2 separate regions of the Rattus norvegicus genome follow, and region 1 is linked to region 2. The links are chromatin contacts, called in public Hi-C maps. All regions are on one chromosome and are shown on one strand. The core of a region is the stretch at or near the end of the contact, and the rest is flanking DNA. Distances in the headings are between cores, read along the strand shown.

Evidence for each region. A called contact is a pair of places that touch in the nucleus more often than the background predicts.
Region 1: a contact with region 2 is called in a Hi-C map of the A7r5 cell line, with 6 times the contacts expected there. The contact joins two enhancer-like sites. A contact is called at or near these places in 11 of 12 Hi-C or Micro-C datasets (the A7r5 cell line, the Rat2 cell line, Schwann cells and 7 more) and 1 of 1 datasets of contacts at active chromatin or transcription factors (oligodendrocytes).

Annotation. Positions count from the first base shown.
Region 1 is chr4:46,367,266-46,372,255 of GRCr8, forward strand. It overlaps Tes (testin LIM domain protein), which reads left to right. Exons shown (of 7, transcript NM_001039344.2): 7 at 1,293-2,517. The coding sequence ends at 1,481. Among named protein-coding and RNA genes, the nearest start is that of Tes, 39 kb to the left of the region's middle. Within about 2 kb of position 2,681, at least 4 of the 93 cell types and tissues checked have an H3K27ac peak or open chromatin away from gene starts, as enhancers often do. A contact at or near this core is called in the A7r5 cell line, where this site is marked.
Region 2 is chr4:46,271,402-46,276,016 of GRCr8, forward strand. No RefSeq gene overlaps it. Among named protein-coding and RNA genes, the nearest start is that of Tes, 58 kb to the right of the region's middle. Within about 2 kb of position 1,445, at least 1 of the 93 cell types and tissues checked has an H3K27ac peak or open chromatin away from gene starts, as enhancers often do. A contact at or near this core is called in the A7r5 cell line, where this site is marked.

The sequences.
Region 1 (4,990 bases), core at 1,431-3,930, 97 kb after region 2:
CACTACAGAAATTCCATGCAAAAGCAACCATTTGCATGATGCGGCTGCAGATTCAGGGGGAACTTAGAGCTTCCACATTGAATATTATTTGTATTCAGGACACCTATCTGCATTATGCAAAGAATGTCTGTTTCCCAGCCAGGAGGTAGTTGTTAGACCTGTAGATAGAGTCTCTACAATAAGAAGGTACGTAGCTGTAAAATATACAAAAAGTATATTTCAGGTCTGCAGTGGCTGTGTGATGCAGGTCACCTCATTGTCCAACAATGGCCGTCCCACTGCAGTAATCCCCAACCAAGAGACAAGTGGTACTTAAGGTTGATCAGTGCCACATGGTATTCCCTCAGCTGTTGTAAAACCAAGATCTTAGATGTTTCTCATTTTATTCAGGTCATATATAAACAATGCAAATGACTCTCCTGCGTTGAAGCTTTCCGTGAGGTGGTTTTCTGTTGTAATATTAATGGCTGCTTCTCGTTCTCTTCATGTGTATCATCAGTTAAGAATATTACGCGTATGTTTACCTCATTAGTATATTGGAGTATAACATACCCAGGATACTGAATGGTGGGCTAGGAATATACCACCTCCGTCAGTACTGTCCTGACACAATGTGCATGGTGTCCTGGGTTTCCTGCACAGCACTACCTAAATCACCCGGTATCACAGCCCTCGGGAGGCGGAGGGAGGAGAAGTATCACGAAGTTAGGTCCGGCCGAATACCTTCTCCCAGACAAAACAAAACAAAGGGTGCTGCAGGGAAGGGAGGTATTAAAGTTCATGGCATAGATCACAGATAAACGATGACTAAACTTAGGACAGAACAGAAGCTGATTAACTACACGTTATATTTATGGTGTGAACCCCTCATTCGTTTTCAAATACTGTCTGTACTTTTATTCAAATCCTTAATTATTTTGAGCATGACTTTAGTTTACTACTCTCTTGAAATTGGTGGGTGTTAACAGTCACCTGTGTCAGTGTCCTAGGCATGACACATCCTAGTGATGTTACCACTTCAGAGCGTTAATGAGTGCGGGAAAACAGTCTTAGAGATTCCTTCTAATTGTTTCGGTGAAATCTACTAAAATTTGACTGGAAACAAGTGCGGTGCTTTGGGATTTGCCATCATAACTTCCTATTTACACCCTGAGGGACATCTACGGACCGCACTCCCACCCTGTCCGTCACCTGCCATTTCTCGGCACACTCAGCATACAGGGCCCCGTCGGCACAGTGTCTCACAAAGATGTCGCTGTCTCTAACCCTCTTCTCCATTCATCCCCGAGCAGGTGTGTCAAGGGTGCCACAATGCCATCGACCCGGAAGTGCAGCGAGTGACGTACAATAACTTCAGCTGGCACGCGTCCACGGAGTGCTTCCTCTGCTCCTGCTGCAGCAAGTGCCTGATCGGGCAGAAGTTCATGCCTGTGGAAGGGATGGTTTTCTGTTCTGTGGAGTGTAAGAAGATGATGTCCTGAGTGAACACCAAGCAGTATTGAGCCATAGCTGTCTACAGTGGCCTGCATTTCATGATAAACTGCAGTTTAAAAAAAAAATAAAAAATAAAAGGAAAAAAAAAAGCTACATAACGAACCGGAAGATTTTGTCCAATATTTTTCTCTTTTTAACCATTATGAATTTTGTCTGTCTTATTTTTAAATGACTGCTTTAAGCGCATGATTTAAAAAAAACAGTAAAGAATTATAGCTTTTATTTCTGCACATTAAATATTTGAGTTGGAAGCTTGAATTTAATCAATCCTTATAACCGCATACTCCTAGTGCTAGATATATTATATATATATATATATATAAAATCACTTAAAATTAGTGTCCTGGGAGAGATGAACATTTTAACTTCCATGCTTGTCCCCCATGGGAAATGTAAAGGAAGTTACAACCGCCTGTCGAGCGGTTTGATGATGGTGACGTCAGCTCAGTGAGGAGTTCCTTGTGGCAGGCAGTGTGGTCCACGTTGGGTGTTCCAGTGCCTAAGCCTTTGCATCCCCCATGGAGGCAGAGGGGCCTCTCCCTCCTGCATCTCTCTCTGGTTACTTTACCTCTCAGTATCCTCTTTTGTCATCTAGCGACCTCCATCTGTGGCCTTGAATATTTTATATGTATGTGGTTAGGACAATATGTGCACTTTGCTCTTAGAGATTTTTTTTTTTTGTTTTTTTGTCCAGAAGATAAAAGTAGGCCATTCATTTAATTTTTTTGAAACCCAAAGAATATATAGGTTTTGTACCCAGGGAATTATAACTCATGCTGATGTCACCTTAATGCCATGCCTTGACTCAGTTGTTTGCATGATTTCCAATGTTACCAGATGGATACTCTCTTGTGCTACCTCTGAGCTTGCTATAGACACAAAGGCTGTCTTCTTTGCCTGTGCACGCGCATCCTTGGGTATTTTTTAATGTTTTCCGTGTATGCTTTCATACATAACTATGCACTATAAATATTAAATGGAATGACTTATATGATATTGAAAATAAAGCCTCTTTCACTTTAATAATGGTCTTCCTATGTCCTTTTTGTTGAGTGGAAAAATCCTTCTGCAGTTAAGTATCGTGTACAGCAGGGGGCGCTGTCTCCAAGAGCAAAAAATTCCCCTGACAAAAGTAAAGGCAGCTGCTGATCCAGCAGACAGATTGGATTTCTCATTGCAGACAAAGAGAGAGTGGTTTCATAAAGATTTAAACCAGGACTTTCTAGTAATTCTTAGGTCATTCAGGAGCCTGTCATTCTTTTAGTTAAACTTTAAACGAGTCAAGTGTTTCATTTCTTTGTTGTTTTGAGAAGAAATTTTTTTTTCTGTTTTTTTTTTCCTTCTTTTTGCGACGGTGTCTCACTAGGTAGCCCAGGCTAGCCTACTTCACACGCTCAGTTCTGCATTAGACTCCCAAGTTTTAAGATTTCAAGTGTGCCCCATTGTGCCTAGCTATAAATAGGATCTTATAAATTTTCCTAGGTGTTTTTTGGGCTGGATTCTAGATTATTAGCGGACTCTGGGGAGTGTGTGTGTGTGTGTGTGTGTGTGTGTGTGTGTGTGTGTGTGTTTCTTCAATCTGAAACTGGGTTGGTTGTTTTCTTTTGAGATAGGGTCCCATGTATCTTAGGATGGCTCAAAACCACTACAAGACAAAATGACCTTGAACTTCTGATCATCTTCAAGTCTTTCTCTAAGTGCTGGGATTGCACCAGTGTACCCTAGATTTATGCTGTCTCTTGGTTGGACTCAGAGTTTTGTGCATGCTGGGCACACATCCTGCATATTGCACCCCCACCAAGTGAATTTTTGTGTCTTAGTAAGTTTAGTTTTTCTGACACATTCTCAGGACGTTTGGTTTGGGTTTTTTTTTGTTTTGTTTTGTTTTTAGTTACTGTTGAGTACTGCGCTGTTGGTGTAAGAAGCACACACACGCACGTGCGCGCGAGCGCGCACACACACACACACACACACACACACACACACACACACACACATGGAGTAAGTACATAAGTACTTACAAGTACAAGCACACTGCGTCCCCTCTGCTTTCTGGTTCCTCCATGGTGAGAAGTACCTTTGTAGTTTGAGCACACAGAGCAGTGTTGACACTATCCTGGTGAGATACACATCACTCTACTCTTTGCCTTGGTTTGCCTTAAATAGTAGCACATACTTTCCAGTCCATTTTGACTATGAAGTTTAATACTTTTCCCCGACATTGGCAAAGTGAGCCTAAAGCGGAATGGACTCTTCACACCACCACAGTCATCCTGGCTGTCCCTATGGCTAAGACAGAATAAGGCTGGCACTAAGCGTCATTCACTAAGAGAACAATTACATGTATCTATCATGGAACAATAAAGGTGGGCGTGGTGTAGATCCACCAGGCCTGGCTCTCCCCTCAGAAGTTCTTTTGTCCTCGTAGTACAAGGTCATGGCCTCCTTGGCTCAAAAGTGCTCAAGATACTTGGACATGTCTGTTGTTAGCTGATGACCTTGTTTGCCTCCGTTGCTGTGATAAACATCAGTACCATAAACAGTTCCAGGAGGGGGACATTTGGCTTATAGATTAGAATCCCTTATTGAGGGAAACTCAGGCAGGAACCTACGAGTGCGGAACTGAAACAGAGTGGAGAAATGTTTCTACCAGCATGTTCCTTTTGGCCTGGTCAGTTAGCTTCCTTACACAGTTCGAGCACACTTAGGGCCCCCCTACATCAATTAGCAATTAAGAAAATGCCTCACACACAAGTCAGAAAAATACTAATGACAAAGCACTTCACAGATGGTCACAGGCCAATTGGGTGGAAGTAATCCTTCAGTTAAAGGTCCTTCTTCCTAAGTGGCTGTAAGAAATAGGCTTTCGCATTACTTTATCTTATCAAAGAATATGATGCTTATTCCTTCTGATTATGTTTCCCTCTAGTACTCAGGATATCCTGCTGCACATCAATTTCCTCTCAATAGAAACATTCCCTTAAGGAAAGAAAGACCCTCATGAGATTGAAGAAGGTAAAGAATGTCACAAGTCTGAGGAATCTGAAATAAGACCTCTTCGAGAGTCTAGAACACTGGTTCTCAACCCACTGGGTCTTAGGAGACTATGTGAAATGGATATTTACATTGCAATTTATATCAGTAACACAATTATAGTGAAATAGCAATGGAAATAATGGTTGGGATCACCATCACATGAGGAACTGTACTAAACGGGTCACAGCGTTCAGAAGGTTGAACACCACTGCTGTAGAAGCAGTAAGAAAAGACTAGAGGAGGCAGCTGACCAGTGCAGCAGCAGAGGCATTTTCCACCGTGACTAAGAGTTCTCTTGCTACAAAAGCCAACACTAACTTCCATGGAAGTTGAAGAAAATTGAAATTTTAAATTTGGATTTGTGTGTTTCTTTTTCCAAATGTGAACAATATAGAACATTATTTTAAATTATAATTACCTGGCACTGATAGATTAATACTATTCTTTTTCTTTTTTCAAT
Region 2 (4,615 bases), core at 195-2,694:
AAACAAGAGTCTCCCAGGACCCCACAGGGATAACATTAGATGAAATATCCCACAAAAGGGAGAAAGAACCTGCCAGAGACCATTTCCAAGTGTTAGGCACGGTCCCCCATTTGCGGGATAAGGCCACCCACCCATCTCCAACCATTTTCAACCCAGAATTGTTCCTGTCTAAGGGAAATACAGGGACAAAGAGCAGAGCAGAGACTGAAGGAAAGGCTATCAGAGACTGCCCCACCTGGGTATCCATCCCACATGCAGACATCAAACCCAGACAATATTGTGGATGCCAAGAGGTACTTACCCACAGGAGCCTGATACAGCTGTCTCCTGAGAGGATCTGCCAGATCCTGACCAGTACAGAGGCAGATGCTCGAAGCTAACCATTGGACTGGTCACAGGGACCCGAACGGAAGAGATAGGGGAAGGACTGGAGGAACGGAAGGGGCCTTATCTGTCATCAATGGGAGGGAGGTCTTTGGTCCTGTGAAGGCTTGGTGCCCCAGTGTAGAGGAATGCTAGGGTGGTGAGGCAGGAGTGGGTGGGTGTTTGGGGTAGCACAGTACCCTCATAGAAACAGAGTAAGGCTGGATGGGATAAAGGGTTTGCAGAGGGAAAACCGGGAAAGGGGGATAACATTTGAAATGTAAATAAATAAAATATCTAATTTAAAAAAAGAATGAATAAATTCCATCATGGAAAAACAAAAGAGTTCAAGAAAAGTCACCATTAGCTACAGAGCAAGCTTGAAGCCAGCCTGGCCTACATGAGACCTTATGAAAACAAACAAACAAACAAACAAACAAACAAACAAAACCCTGTGTCAGAATTCTATCACAAACCCAGTTAAAAGAAAACATGGGGAATAAATGCAAAATGTGGAAGAGATTCCTTCCTGAGTCCTCTAAGCTTAGAGTTCACAGTGTACAGGACTGGGGTATCGGGGTATAGCTCGGCTGCAGATCTGTATCCCTGTGATTGAGGCTGGTACCACCTAACTCGGCGAAGTTGGGCATCTACAGAAGAGTTGTGTCTATTCATGGAGCTCAGACTCCACATCAGTCTCAGGCGAAGTCAGCTGCCAGAGGACCAGGCTGCTTCCTACTGTACACACCCCTGCCTGAGCCAAGCCCCCGTCCAGGTATGATTCTCTCCTCCTAGAACTTTAAGGGAGGCTGTGACAGGTTGACCTGGATCTCCATTTTGATTTTTCCTTTTTCTCAGGCCTCGGAATAACTTGGTCTTAAACAATAGATTCGTTCTCCGATAGTGCTTACACACAGCATCCAAGTCTCGTGAATGACAAAATGTCCCAGACCTCCATTGCCAAAGAAACCTCTTTTCTTCCCAGTATCCCCAGGGAGATCTGGTTGGAGAGAGCTGTGGGTCTGTGCTCATTCCAGGAAGAGCTGCTGACCTCCTCCAAGAGGGCATCCAGGCTTATTTACTTGAGCCTTCTGTTTCTCCCTGCGCTCCTGGAACCACGTGGTACTCACTTCTTTGGCTGAATTGTCCTCTTGTTTCTCTGCACTTTTCTGCTGTCCTATCACCCCCTTCGGGGTTCCTGATGCTGCTGAACACGTTTCCCTTGGAATAGGAGTGTTCTTCGTTATCCTGACTCTTAGTTCACGGTACTAAATGAGGCAAGATCTGACTACCTGGGTATTCCACAACGGCTCCCATATTGCAAAACTGACCTTGTATTCAAGAACTGCTCCCTGTATCCCAGAACTGTTCCCATATCCCAGACCTGCCCTTGTATTTCAGAATTGCCCCTGTGTTCCAGAACTGCCCCTGCACTCCACAACTTCCCCTTTATCCCACAACTGCCCCTGAATCCCAGAACTGCCTCGTATCTCAGAACTGCCTCTGTATTCCACAAATGCCTCTGTATCTCAGAACTGCCCCTGTTTTCCAGAACTGCCCCTGCATCTCAGAACTGTCCCTGTATTCCATAACTGACCTTGTATTTCGGAACTGCCCCCTGTATCTCAGAACTGTCCTGTGTATCTCAGAACTGACCCCTGTATCTCAGAATTGCCCCAGTATCTCAGAACTGCCCCTGTATCTCAGAATTGCCCCTGTATCTCAGAATTGCCCCTGTATCTCAGAATTACCCCTATATCTCCGGCCTGTACCTACATCCCCTTTCCTCTACCTTCAAGAGTGTATGAGGTCACAAATTCTTTTTATCCAAACGTATTGATTAACCTGACAACCTGCCAAGCATTCTTCACCCGTGAGGAAAAGAGGGGTGGGAAATCAATGCTGCCAGTGCTTTAAATAATTATAATTTTAAAACAGAAAAATTATGAGTAGCTTATTATCTTTGTGGCAAATACACCTCCACTCGTACATGAACAAGCACATGCAGACAATCTCTATCTGTCATTTTTATGATTTCCCGACTGTTTTCTCTCAGCTCAGTATCCCTTCTTACTGTGGTTAGGGCTTCATTTCACTGATAGGTTTATTAGAATTTCCTAAAGTACTTAAACAAAATAGATCAACATCTTTGATTCATGCACTAGATCACTAAGCCTTTATTAAATTTGATCCCAGTAAAGTTGTAAGAGAGCAAATTCTATTAAAACAGAAAAACCAGACATGGGTATTTCTCATCAGTAATCACAGAACTGTAGAGCTGGAGCGAAGCAGATTGTAAGTTCAAAGCCGTCTGAGCCACAGAGAAAGATCTCGTTTAAATATACACAAATAAAAAGCACAACTAAACTCATTTCATAGTTTGCTACTTATGCAACCACAGTGCACGTATATAAAACACCTGAATATCAAAAATTTGAAATTAATATAAATAAAAATTAATTTTCAATTTAAGTGCATTTGTAGAAATAGTTATGTCATATATGGATGTTCCCATATGGTGAAGGAAATTGCTTATAGCAGAATAACGAGTATACTTCTCTCTTCCATTAGGTGGCAGCAACGTTCTTCCATACTGTTAAGTTTTCCAACCGTCTTTCATCTTCTTATAGTAAGATACACCTCACACAGAGAATTGATACTTAGTTATTCCTTCTCAAGGAAAGAGTCTCCATAAACACTAAGACTAGTGATGTATCGAATTTAAAGGCTTACTGGTTAGTAGAGGAGACCAACTTTTAAATCTTTAAAAAGCAAGTAAAATCATTTTAATTTTTCAGTCCAGTTTTAATAACACATGGGAGCCTCCTTTCCTTTCTCATCATCTTGTCATCTGACTACCCTCCTGGCTGCATAATTTATTCCTGCCTAGAAACCCAGACTTCTAAATCACCATAGGATATCATCAAAATTACCCTCAATTGTCTAAAACTGCATAGATCAGTTGAGAGTATCATATCAATTCCCTCCATCTCCAAGTTTATGAGGCTCCTAAAATTCACTTGTCCCTATTTCATCAACATCCTCAGGTGTGGCAGAGAAGAGTCCACATATGGATACAGTCTTGCCCCATGGGAGGAGTCCTTCAATACTTACATGGTGAGAACTTCTTCCTTCATGCTAAAGACTCCTCATGAAGGGAGTGTGGGCCACTGGAGTGGGCTTCCCCATTCTATGGCAGTATAGGTAAGTCCTAGACCAACATGGCCCCAGGGTCCTAGACAGCTATTGTCTCCAAAGTCCCCCTCTTTATCTAACCTCAAAAGAACTCATGCTGTAGATGAAGCTCTGACATCAAACTCTGCATTCAAAGTCTTCCTCCTCAGGACCACACGCTCACTTCCCCACTCTCCAAATTTCTCCCAACCTTTAAATAATGGAAAACACTGATATTTTGCATAACAACAGAAAAATGAATGTATTTTATAAAGGGGAAGCCGGTGGTTTCCCACCTCAGGGTTTTCTTCCAGGCTCCACTTACCTGCACCATTCAGCTTTAAACAGTCTAAAGTTTGTAACCACTGTGACACTAGTGGATTCTACACTCACTTTTTTACTTTATCAAACTACATGAAACATAATTTTGTGCTCCAATTCTAAGATTGTGGTACAATGAGCTTTGTCAAATGTGTGAACGCAAGCACTGTCCTAATCAAGCCACACATAATGTATCTGCCCTTTACCTGCCAAGTGAGCTCCCAAGTTGAGCAAAATAAAGTGCCTTGTATGCAACTATGAGGTCACCCGGGAGGGATAAGGACACAGCCACTTTCCTTGAATGTCACTCTGGGGTGAGCCTCAAAGAGATCTGTCACAGAAGAATGAACTTCCACGATTGCCAAATAAATCCCAGGCCCTAGGCGAGGTTAGCTGCCTTCCTGCATGTGTCAAGGTGGAAAGAAGGCATCACCATTTCAGCAGTTAATGTGTGATGGTGCTAAGATTACAAGAATGCATGGAATTTTTGTTTTCATTTCACTTCCTAGCTTTCCAAATTTCAAGTAGTATATTCATGCTAATTTTAATATGGTAATTTCAAATTAAATATTAAAACATCTTAACATGCTATATATACTTAGCTGTACAGCTAATTGGCCAGTATTTTTGTGTTTTCTCTGCTCCCAGTAGGCCATCTTCTCTTGTAAAAGCACAGGTATTTTCTATGCTCACCCTTGTTCCTCAAATAATGATGCATAGACCTTCATATTTTTTAAGGCTCTTGCACTATAACTGG